2 separate regions of the Zea mays genome follow, and region 1 is linked to region 2. A link is a contact called in public Hi-C data. All regions are on one chromosome and are shown on one strand. The core of a region is the stretch at or near the end of the contact, and the rest is flanking DNA. Distances in the headings are between cores, read along the strand shown.

What was found. Hi-C and Micro-C count contacts between places; a contact is called where the count stands out from the background.
Region 1: a contact with region 2 is called in a Hi-C map of ear, with 2.9 times the contacts expected there. The contact joins the promoter of LOC100281416 here to the enhancer-like site in region 2. A contact is called at or near these places in 3 of 25 Hi-C or Micro-C datasets (bundle sheath, ear and tassel).

Annotation. Positions count from the first base shown.
Region 1 is chr6:64,904,312-64,910,091 of Zm-B73-REFERENCE-NAM-5.0, forward strand. LOC100281416 (methyltransferase) reads right to left here and starts at 3,628. Exons shown (of 7, transcript NM_001154334.1): 1 at 3,494-3,628; 2 at 3,265-3,339; 3 at 1,894-2,558; 4 at 1,595-1,805; 5 at 1,206-1,503; 6 at 653-1,120; 7 at 7-481. The coding sequence starts at 2,553. The coding sequence ends at 256. LOC103629364 (Membrane protein of ER body-like protein) reads left to right here. Exons shown (of 10, transcript XM_008650505.4): 10 at 1-73.
Region 2 is chr6:64,065,395-64,070,856 of Zm-B73-REFERENCE-NAM-5.0, forward strand. It overlaps LOC100381857, which reads left to right. Exons shown (of 18, transcript NM_001174644.1): 14 at 1,044-1,108; 15 at 1,178-1,246; 16 at 1,329-1,422; 17 at 1,532-1,672; 18 at 1,757-2,215. The coding sequence ends at 1,837. Among protein-coding and RNA genes, the nearest start is that of LOC100381857, 10 kb to the left of the region's middle. Within about 2 kb of position 2,452, at least 8 of the 20 cell types and tissues checked have an H3K27ac peak or open chromatin away from gene starts, as enhancers often do. A contact at or near this core is called in ear and tassel, where this site is marked.

The sequences.
Region 1 (5,780 bases), core at 2,378-4,877, 840 kb after region 2:
TTTTTCACACCAAGCATCATGTTATTAGATTGCAATATCACACCAAATATATGAGTGAACATCTTATACACCATTGCAATGTGTCACATACGCTACGTGGCTAATGATGTTTGATACCAATTCCAGCTACATGGTTCACATGCCTCCTATATACAGATATCCTGAAGTTAGGATAAAAAAATGGCAATGAAGACAGAACTGACAGGCAAGTCATGCCTACATTTTCGCAGACGAAAAACAGTAACAAGGCGACGATTATTGTTTTTGCACGAGCTTCCCGGTCCAGTAAGTCTTGACAGCCACTAGGATCTTGTCAGTGTTGAATGGACCGGACTCATGGTCCATGATTTGGCTCTTCCACCTCATGCCTCCAGTGATAGCTTGTACCTTCACCAACACCTCTACGTTGTCCCTGATGATCACAGTCCCCTCAGGCCTTAGAATTCGGTCCATCTCCAGTAGGATGTACGTTATGTCACACCTGCGACCACTCCATAGTTAGTATCTACTTGCTTAAGCTGTGGGCATTTTAAAACCTTGTTACCAAATAAGGCCGCCCACAAAAGGAAGACATCATACAAAAAACCATACGACTTAGTGAACGGTAAAGAAAATTTCTAGAGCAGAATTAAACAGCAAAGGCATTCTTTACCTGTCCTGGTAACTGCTGAAAACTTTATCAGCATGGATGAGGTCGTAGGTCCTCGGGTACGTTGAGAAAGCCTCACACCAATCATGGTACGTGCCAATAAACCCTCGTTCGTAAATAACACCCAGGGTGTCATGGGCCAAGCCTGAAGGCACAACATTCATCACCCAAAGAGGGTACTTCATCAATGCAGCTGCAAAGCCACCTATCCCCGCATTCATGTCCATCACATTCCTGTATCGTCTTTTGCCCAGTGGTGGAATCAATTTCTTGTAGTGATCCACTCTCTCTGACCACACCTTGTTATCCTCTTGGAACTTCTCAGGGGTGAGGCCTGGAACTGAACCGCGGATTACTCTTGGGGGGACAGCAAATGCTCTTTTGGGCCATGTCTCAAGGACTCCGCCAGCAACTTCATCTTCACTCTTCACATCTGGGAGAGGAGATATGCAAGTGTCCATTTTCTTGTACCTAAATTGTTCAAATCAGGGTGAGCTGCTGCAATCAAATTGAGAAAACATTTCACGAAAAGAGAGTAAAGCAGCAGAAATCTTACCAAGCAGAATCCACATCATTGCTCTTACAAATCTGCGGAGCATCATAAACCTTCCTACTGTCAACACATTCTACGTGGTTGATAGATTTCTGCCATATAGCAAGATCACCTTTCTCTACGACCTTCTTCCAGCAGAGCCGTTTCGCCAAGTCCTCAATCTCATCTTGCTCTTGCTTCAGGTCTCCTTCTGTCCTCTCCCAGCCCTGGTAGTGCCTCTTCCAATGGATTGGAGGCCCAGAGAGGATCCAGTAGCCCCCAGGCCTAAGAACCCTGTCTACTTCAATTAGATAGACACCATCTGTTTGGACCAATCAAGTGGAATTATCTTAGTCAGTTTGTGTTTGATGTCATGTAACTGTAAGCAGTAACAAATAAGGAAACAAGTTTACCAAGCTTATTCCATGGGATCAAACATCTCGAGCAGTGTGCCATGTCAAATGCTCTAGCCGGATATGGGATTCTCTCAGTCCCCATCACTCCAATCATGGCTGGTACCCCCCGCTCTAATGCAAACTGTACCTGTGCCTCATGTGAATCCCTTGGCGCAAAAGACATGGTGATGATGTTCCTATTCATAAGATAAGCACCCCAGCTTGCAACCTGCACACACAAGCAAAGATACTATCATCCACAAATTTTGAGAAGGAATCACAGACAGTATCATAGAAACATTGGTCCGGTCACTCACTCCACATCCAGTATCAAGCGCAGTTCGGATGTTGCCTTCATTTAATGGTACAAGGGCATTTATGTCATCAATATAAGCATCGGCACCATGTGGGAACATAGTGCCACCTCCAGGGAATCTAAGCAGGTCTCCCTCGACATGAATCCAGTTCTGAACAGCCTTCTCAATACTGAGCTCCCGATGAGGAATGTTATTGAACCAAGCATAGTCGCGACTTTTTGGCCACTGGAAGGGGTTGCTATAGTTTGGAGGCGCAGGGATCAAGCACCGGAGCATGTCTTCTTTCTTTGGGCAGTGCCGCTCCCTGTACTGCATCATTTTCTTTGGGAACTTCCTAGCTTTCCTTGGATCTTGGCAAGGGGTATACTCACTGTACTTGAGCTGGCAAGGTGGGAATTTCTCCACAGCAAGCGCCGATTCATTGAAGCCCACCTGGTGGTGGGCTTGGAAATCCAGGCGAGCACCAGATGATCGCACGGGATCTTTGCACTGGGTTCTGGTACTTATTAAGGGGGAACTAATGCCGTTCGAGGTACCTTGCCAAGCACCAAGAATGTATGCTGTGACACAGAGGCCAATGACACCTATGGTGAGAGTTACGCGCATCCTTTGGAATTCTGGGTGGCGCACCTTGGGGGATCCATCCTGTTCTTTAGCCATTAGAGCTGCAAGAAACTGGAAATGAGTGCATACATACTACAGCACAATACATTTTGTATGACAGGTAAGGAATGAAACGAGGGGGCAATGCCGTGGAGAGCTAAACAGGGTGATTAAGAGATTCATACCGTTATTATAATTTCTACAGTTTTGAGATAAGCAGCTACTATTTATACAAGGAGAAATATGCCATTAAGGAGAAAATTCTGTACTGCACCCTCCAGCCACAAGTAGATGTCGTTTTTCGGAGTGCAAAAAGTAGCTAGTTACAAGACAAAATGTCATCTAACTATGATCGGATGTACTTAGTGCCGTATTTGGAAAACCTAGATTTTTTTAGTGGTATATGGTTCCAGTATCGTGGATTTTTCAGTGGGATGTATTTAATAAATCTGTTTTGTTATATAGAAAGAAATCTAAAACAGGCAACAAAGAACAAAGGTAAGCAGCAGCCAGCAGGCAGCAACAAAGGGAGGGACACAGACGTATAGCTGCTGTCCCCAAAGAAGAAAGTGAACTGCAGAAAGCCGAGAAAAGCCACTGCCGACCCATCGTCCTTGGTAACATAACAAAACAAAGCTGCCTAACAGAGGCAATTCGATGCTTTTGCAAAGCAAGTATACTTGAGTGATGTAACTGACGATGAAAACTATGGATTGAGAAGGGGAGTAAGGAAGTTTGCAATTTTGCAGCAAGGTAACCATAACTAACCAGGCGAGGAAGACGGGAAACCCCTCAGAGATGAAAGAAGATGTGGAACAATCAAAATCTGGCGTTCTGCGGCCCCTAGCAGGGAATAAAACAAATAAACATACATACATACATAATGTAGGGTAACAAGTTGAGATGGATTGTGAGTGTCAGAGTAGTGAGTAGCATGACAGTTGACGAAGATGAAGGAATTAATTAAGGAGAAATCTAAACATGGAATGAAGCTCACTTCGCTTGATTTCCTTGGCCGGCGCGGGGGGTCGGCGGGACTACGGGAGAGAGGAAGGAGAGCCACGAGGGAGAAGATGGATGGAACTGAAAGAGCCTCCGCCGCCGCAGCAGAAGAAGGGAACGCAGGACCCTCTCTCTCTTGAGACGCCTCTCTCTTCCTCTTTATTCTCAGCAACGATATGGATAGGGACGGGAGTATGGGACGGATCCAGGCATCCAGCCCAGCCCGGATTGATGGAGTTCCCTTCGGAATCCAGGCCGGCCTGGCACTGGAAGAGGGCCATCCAGGCCCCCTTCCTCACTGCACGGCCCGTGGATCCATGTGGTGACTCAACGCATTAAAATTTCAACATTTTATTGTGGGCAACGAGTCAACGACTAATATACAAGTAGATATTAGGTGTAAGCGTACAAGCAGATTTTTTTGTCTGTTAGATCTAAATCCAACAGTAGATACAATTGTGGTTTGTTAGGGCTTTGTTATAAAGCTACATCAGGTGGTTGTGAAAGGGTTTAAATGTTAAATATGACATTACCGTTGAATCTAGATCTAACGGAGTAAAATATCTGCTTGCACGCTTCTACCTAATTGAAAGTCGCCTAGAGGGGGGTGGATAGGCGAAACCTGAAAATTAAAACTTTATCCCCCAACTAGATCCCTTGATTAGTGGTTAGAACAAGATATATAATTATCGGAGTATAAAAACTAAGTCCTTGCTTGTAAAGAGTATTGCTTTCAAATAATGCGGAATTGATAAATCAATACTATTAATAAGTCTATGAGAATAAAGCAAGAGGCTTAAGTAAGAAGAGTAATAACACAAGTTTTCTCTTGCAATGAGTTGCTTCACTAAATGAGAATATAACTTAAAGCAACACCAAATAGAATTAGCAAAGAGTAATGCAAGAGAAACTTAGAAAGGGAAAGAACAAACAAATCACAAGCAATAAGCACACAAGACACGGGTGATTTGTTTTACCGAGGTTCGGCCCTCGAAGGCCTAGTCCCCGTTGAGGAGTCCACTTAAGGACGGGTCTTTTTCAACTCTTTCCCTCTCTCCACCGATCACCCAAGGATCGGCGAGCTCTTCTTCTTCTCAAGGATCACTCTCGATCCCGCAAGGACCACCACACTCTTTGGTGTCTCTTGCTAGCTTTTACAAGCCTCCAAAACTTTGGAGTAAGTTTGAATGGGAGTCAAGAACTCCACGCGCAAATGAACACAAAGATGAAGCTCACACTATCTCTCAATGGATCTCACAAGGCACTAGGGCTAAACTCAATTGAGTAGCTCTCAATTGCTTGCTCTCTCTTTTGTGGCACTTGTATTGGTTGTAGTGGGCTAGATCTTGTGTATAGGATGTATCAATGAATATATGTGGTTGGGAGGGCTTGAGTATGTCAACTAGATGACTTGGATTGTTGCTTGGACTCCCACACCTTGAAGTGGCCGGTTGGGGTGGTATTTATAGCCACCAACCAAAATCTAGCCGTTGGTGAGGACTGTCTGTTCGATGGCGCACCGGACAGTCCGGTGCACACCGGACATGTCCGGTGCGACAGCCGCGTCACCCGACCGCTGGGGTTTCGACCGTTGGAGCTCTGACACTGGGCCCGCCTGGATGTCCGGTGGCGCACCGGACATGTACTGTAGAGTGTCCGGTGCGCCATGCCACGCGTGCCTGACTTCTGCGCGCTCTGGCGCGCCTTAAATGCGCTGGCAGGTGACCGTTGGCGCCGAAGTAGCCGTTGGTCCGCCATTACACCGGACAGTCCGGTGCACACCGGACATGTCCGGTGAATTATAGCGGAGCAGCCTTTGCGAATTCCCGAGACTGGCGAGTTCCTGAGCCGCGTCTTCTTTGGAGCACCGGACACTGTCCGGTGTACACCGGACAGTCCGGTGAATTGTAGCGCGTTGGCTCCGGATTTTCCCGAGGGCGACGAGTTTGAGTTGGGGTCCTCTGGTGCACCGGACACTGTCTGGTGGCACACCGGACAGTCCGGTGCGCCAGACCAGAGGTGCCTTCGGTTGACCCTTGCTCCTTTATTTTAACCCAACACTTGGTCTTTTTATTGGCTAATTGTGAACCTTTTGCACCTGTATAACTTATACACTAGAGCAAACTAGTTAGTCCAAAGATTTGTGTTGGGCAATTCAACCACCAAAATTATATAGGAACTAGGTGTAAGCCTAATTCCCTTTCAATCTCCCCCTTTTTGGTGATTGATGCCAACACAAACCAAAGCAAATATAGAAGTGCATAATTGAACTAGTTTGCCTA
Region 2 (5,462 bases), core at 1,202-3,701:
TCAACAAAGAGGTGAAGGGTATCCATGGTTATATTAATATCTGCAGCAGCCGGTCTGAGGAACACAAGCACATTATCAGCATATAAAGAGAACCGGTGCTGCAACACTATAGGGGCCAAGGGCTCATATAACCTATCTTCCTCAGCCTTATTGATCAAGTACCCAAGAATGTCCATAACCAATATGGAAAGCATTGGAGAAAGCGGGTTACCTTGCCTAAGGCCGCATCTATGATAGATGGGCTGACTCGGTGACCCATTAAGTAAAACTAGTGTTGAAGAAGTGCACAATAGCCCACTGATAATCTCTCTCCAAATCTGCCCAAAACCCATGTGATGCAAGACTTCAAGAAGAAAGGGCGAAGAGATCGAATCAAATGCCTTTGAGATATCAGGCTTAAGGAGCAGCCGGGGCTGTTTCTGTTAATGGAGGAAGCGGGCTGTTTGTTGCACTAACATAAAGTTATCTCGAATAAACCGACTTTTATGAAGGCACTTTGATTAGGTGACATCATGTCATGCAGCCTACTTGCAAGCTGATTAGCTAGTAGTCTTGTTATCAGCTTGGCAAAACTATGAACAAGACTAATGGGTTTCATCTGTTCAGCAACTTCTTTTTTAGGAATAAGGGTGATGAAAATAGAACTGTGTTTATCCCATGTTACTACCGAGATAGCCAGCTTTGGGTGAGTTCTTTGTTCTTTGATAGCAATGTAATGCCCAACAGTGAGCTTGTGGGCACCCTAAGGGCTTTGCTCGGTTAGGAGTGGATTGAAGGGGATTAAATCCCTTGCTAGTCAAAATTGATTAGAAAGGGATTCAATCCCCATGTAACTGAACAAGACCTAAAATGGGAATTGCTGTACAATTGTCATATTCTCATCTCAGTAGAGAAAATAGTAAAAGAGATTTTGGCTGGAATATGCAAGTTCAGAGCTTTCTAGCTGCCAGCTTGGCATTATTAGTGGAGGGACATTATGACTTCTTATTAAACTATCTTAGAATCAAGACTTGAGTGGTTTCTCACAAAGTGTTCCCTTGCAGCAATCTTTTGATCCAATCCGTGAAGCTCTCACTGGTAGAGATCTGATTCCTGAGATGGTTAACGGGTAAGATAACCGAACAACACTTTGTTTTGGAGGTATGCAGAAGGTCCTCATCTCATGTAAATGTACCAGGAGGGGACCTAAGGAGGGAATGCCCGGGCAAGATTACAGTGGAATGTACTGCGCACTGTTAACTGTGGGGTAAGAACTGTTATGGTAGAATGGAATGTCGTCCCAACTTTTGTGTCCATTGTTACTGAACAATAATAGTTGCTTGTTGCAGCTCTACCGTGGTGTCAGCAGCACTTTTGCGTGTGATGGGAGGTGATGTGGCCGAGCTGCCACTAGTTGCTACAAGCCAGGATGTTCAAGGGCTGGTGGGTCTTAGAATTGCTTTGCAGCTCAAACTAGACTGTTTGTTCTGGTCATGTGGGTTGGTTCTTTGTTCATTGCTTGATGTTTCACCTATTGCGGTGATTGATGCAGGGCTACTTCCAAGCCTTGTTCTCGTGCATAGAGAGGGTGCTAGTCTCACTGAAGATCAAGCACTTTGTGCTTCCAGCTGCACATGAAGCTGAAGGGATCTGGATGAACAAATTTGGCTTCTCTAGAATCTCTCCCGAAGAGGTTAGGCCTGCCCCATTCACATTAGATGGTGTGTGTGTGGATGTAAATCTAATCGATGTTGGTGCTTCTTTTTTTTGTTGGCAGCTGGAAGCTTATCTTAATGGGGCGCACTTGACTATATTCCATGGAACGTCATACATGTACAAGGCTGTTCCAGTGTCATAATTGATGGGATAGAAGAGATATGGGTGATTTCGTCTGTCTTTTGGGGGGTGGGGGTCCGCTCGCTATTGTGATGTACAGAGAGAGTTGATAAGGAAGCAAAGCATGGCAAAGACAATGTACAGGAGCTGGAAGCCAAGGCGAAGCATCGGATGAATCTAAATGAATGAATTCCCCTTGGTTTGTTTACTCTTGAATCGAAGGAAGCCTGTCTTTTTTTGGTGTGATATACTAGACTAGATGCAATGCAATTGAAGGAGTCGCACCGAGTCCTGGTACTAGAGCCAGATTTTTTGCAATTTAAATTTTGACTCTGAAACTGCTACCAGAGCTGCTGTGCATTCTTCTCTTTCTGCATACAATTTAAAAGTTGCAAATGACACCGTCATGTGTGACGTATCATTCATTAGAGGCGGAGGCACGTGCGCAGACTCGCAAAGCACTAGCAGACACTTTTTTTTTTGACTTGACTTGGTTTTCGGGAGGAGGAAGAGTCCTGCGTAGTTGCGTTGCACCAGCCTGCATTTGCAGAGCAAAAACAGCATAAATAAAATGGAGGGTGGAATGCGCTAGAGCAGAGCAACCCACCAGCAGCGAGCAGTCTCCTCTCCTGCTGCAGCCATGCCGTCGTCCACGATGCGCCTGCTCTCCAGGCGCACCGTCACGCCTCTGCCACGCCCACGCCACCGCATTCCACTTTTTTTGTGCCATATAAGTTGAACAAATCAATTGTTGATCTTGTTGACTTTCATCTTAAGATCCACTTGTGCTACATTGATCTTTGTTCGACACACTTGGTGGAGGGATTACCTCTCTTGGCTTCACATCACCGATTGCTATGTTCTTTATTGTATTGCTAAGTTGAATACCTCATCCTATGGACTATCATATTTGAGGGCATAACCTGTGCAATCACTCATTTGGTGCAAGTGTGCAATCAAACTATCCAGAACATCTAATCTAGATTCAATGGTTTCATATGGAAGGGGTTAAAAGTAAAATAGGTACTAGGTTTCAAGTGGAAGGGGTTACCTGTAAAGTAACATTCATCATTGGATCTAGATTGGATACACCGGATTGATTGATTGCATGCTTGCACCAATATAAATGATTGCACAAGTTGTTTTCCCATCATCTTTGTCATAAGATCCATTTGATTCTACAAACTCGACATTATATACTTCAACTATACCATGAGTATATGACGAAGACTTCGCTCTTGTCATTGAGATAGAAAATCCATGTTAACCTTGTGAATTCATCCACAACTATAAAAGCATACTTGTTGTCACCAATACTTATATATGTGGTAGGTCCAAATAAATCCATACACAATAATTCCAATTTTCTACTAGCGCTCATCATGCTCTTGTTAGGATGTGTTGATCCTTGTTCTCGAATGGTATACACCAAGAACAAAGCAACACAATGGATAAGGACCTTCGTCCTTCGAGACATTATCTCTCTTGAGACATAATGATCCTCGGATGAAGGCCATGAAGGGCGTAACTTCATCTTCTCGGTAAATGAATATAAATGGAGAAACATGTAATACATAAGAATGTAAATAAGGGCAATGTGGAAATAGATTACTTACATTCTTATTTCATTTTATAAACATGAATAAATGCTCGTAATATTTAGATTTCCTTGATACCTTCGGCTCAACAGAAGGCGAGAGTGTGAGAGACGCGGGACGGTCCACCGCTCAGCGAGTGCGAGCGGCATGGCGATTAACCTCCCCCCTACAACACTATATAAACAGACGGGTTGGTGAGGAGTTACCACAACATTTATTGCCATAGCACTATTGTGCTGTTAAAAATTTAACCATAGCCGAAGCTTTCTGCATTGCATTTTCGAGCGAACACTTCGGCACTTGAGATTAGCTTCGTCTCAAAAAAGCGAAAACATTGAAATGGCCAGAGTACGATCGACTGCTAGAGTGTCTCGTGAGGGAGACGATGCTGAAGTAACTGAGACGGCACCAATATCAGAGGTGATGAGGCAATCGGGTCTTGTTGTGCCAGAAGAGCCTGTTGCCGAAGGCACCTCGACCGCTGAAGCTGAACAAATCGCAGTTGGAGAAGGGAGCGATAATGAAGATGAAGAGGATTACACTATCCAGAGCCCAGCGAAACCTAGACACCTTGAATTTGGTAGATCTACTGCGACGACAGATGATATGGTTATAATGAAGAAATTGGGCTACTTTGGGGAGGCTGAGAGTAAGCTTATTCGTTTTGCTGGCGAGGAAGTGATTCCAGAGCCGAAGGATAATGAAGTTGTTGTGTTTAAAAGCTTTTTCAGAGTAGGGCTTCGATTCCCTTTATATGATATAATAGGAGAGGTTTTGAAGAACTTTGAAATATACCTTCATCAATTGACAACCAATGCAATTGTTAGACTTAGTGTCTACATCTGGGCCCTCCGAAGCCAGGGGATGAGTCCTAATGCCGAAGCTTTCTGTCGGGTGCACGAGCTGCATTACCAGACGAAGGCTAGGGTAGATGGCCTTCATGAGAATTTTGGTTGCTACAATTTTGCGTATCGAAAGGATATAAAGGCATCAGTTCTTATCTACCGTACTAAGTGGCCAACTGGTTGGAAAAGTGAATGGTTCTATATGAAGTCAGACGAGAAGAAGAGGGAGAAGCTGATATTGAGCTTCAAAATGACAAGGCCCTTGTGCCATATGCAGCTTGGCTCCCCGTGCCAAGTAGCCTAAGTAGAGTTTAGAGTGGTAGCGACCGAAGTCAGCACTAGAGATCTGGTGCAAGAATTCTTGGCAAATAGAGTATTTCCGACCTCTAGTGGCTGGGGGATGCCCAAGAAGAAGAATGGGGGCAAAAAGCACGAACTTGTTCGGCTCCCTTACCGTTTCAAGTTTGAGAAAGAGTTCAAGAAGCCATGCCAAGAGTGGTTAGAAATGATTGAAATTATGTGCAATGAAATCCTTGGCAACTACACCAAGAAGGAGGACCAGTTAATAACTGCTGCCTTCGGCACCCGGCCAAAACGAAGGCTGAATCGCGTGATGGACACACTCAATTTTGAATATCCAGACTATGAAAGGCTTGACAAGGGTGCAGAAGGTATGAAAAGGAAAAGGATTGTGAGTATTCTAAACAAACAAGCTGCCAGGCTAGTAAAGGAGGATGAGAATATTTCGAAGAAGGCAAAATCAGCTCCTAAGCCGAAGGCAGCAATCTCCAAAAAGCGGAAGCTTGACACTATTCCGTCTTCTGAGCCGAAGGTAGCTGAGGCAAGAGAAGAAGCTCCTTCAATGCCTCCTGCTGCTGAAATAGCAGAAATTTTAGAGGTAATGACTGATTCCTTGCCAATCAAGCTGCTAAGTCCCCTGGGACCGGAACTGATGAAACTTTTACAGAAGAAGGATCAACCTTCGACCGTAAAGGAGAAGAGCGAAGGTAAAAAAAAACGAAGAATTGTCGATGTCATGCAAGCTATTGAGCGAACACCACCTCTAGCCTCAGCATCTAGAATAGTGCCTGCTGCAAGTGCTAAAGCTGAAGCCGCTGCTGTTGGGGGCCTTCGTCTTCCGAAGGTCCTCAAAAACATGACTAACAATGTTTCCCAAAGCATAATATATGTGCAGGAACCTTCG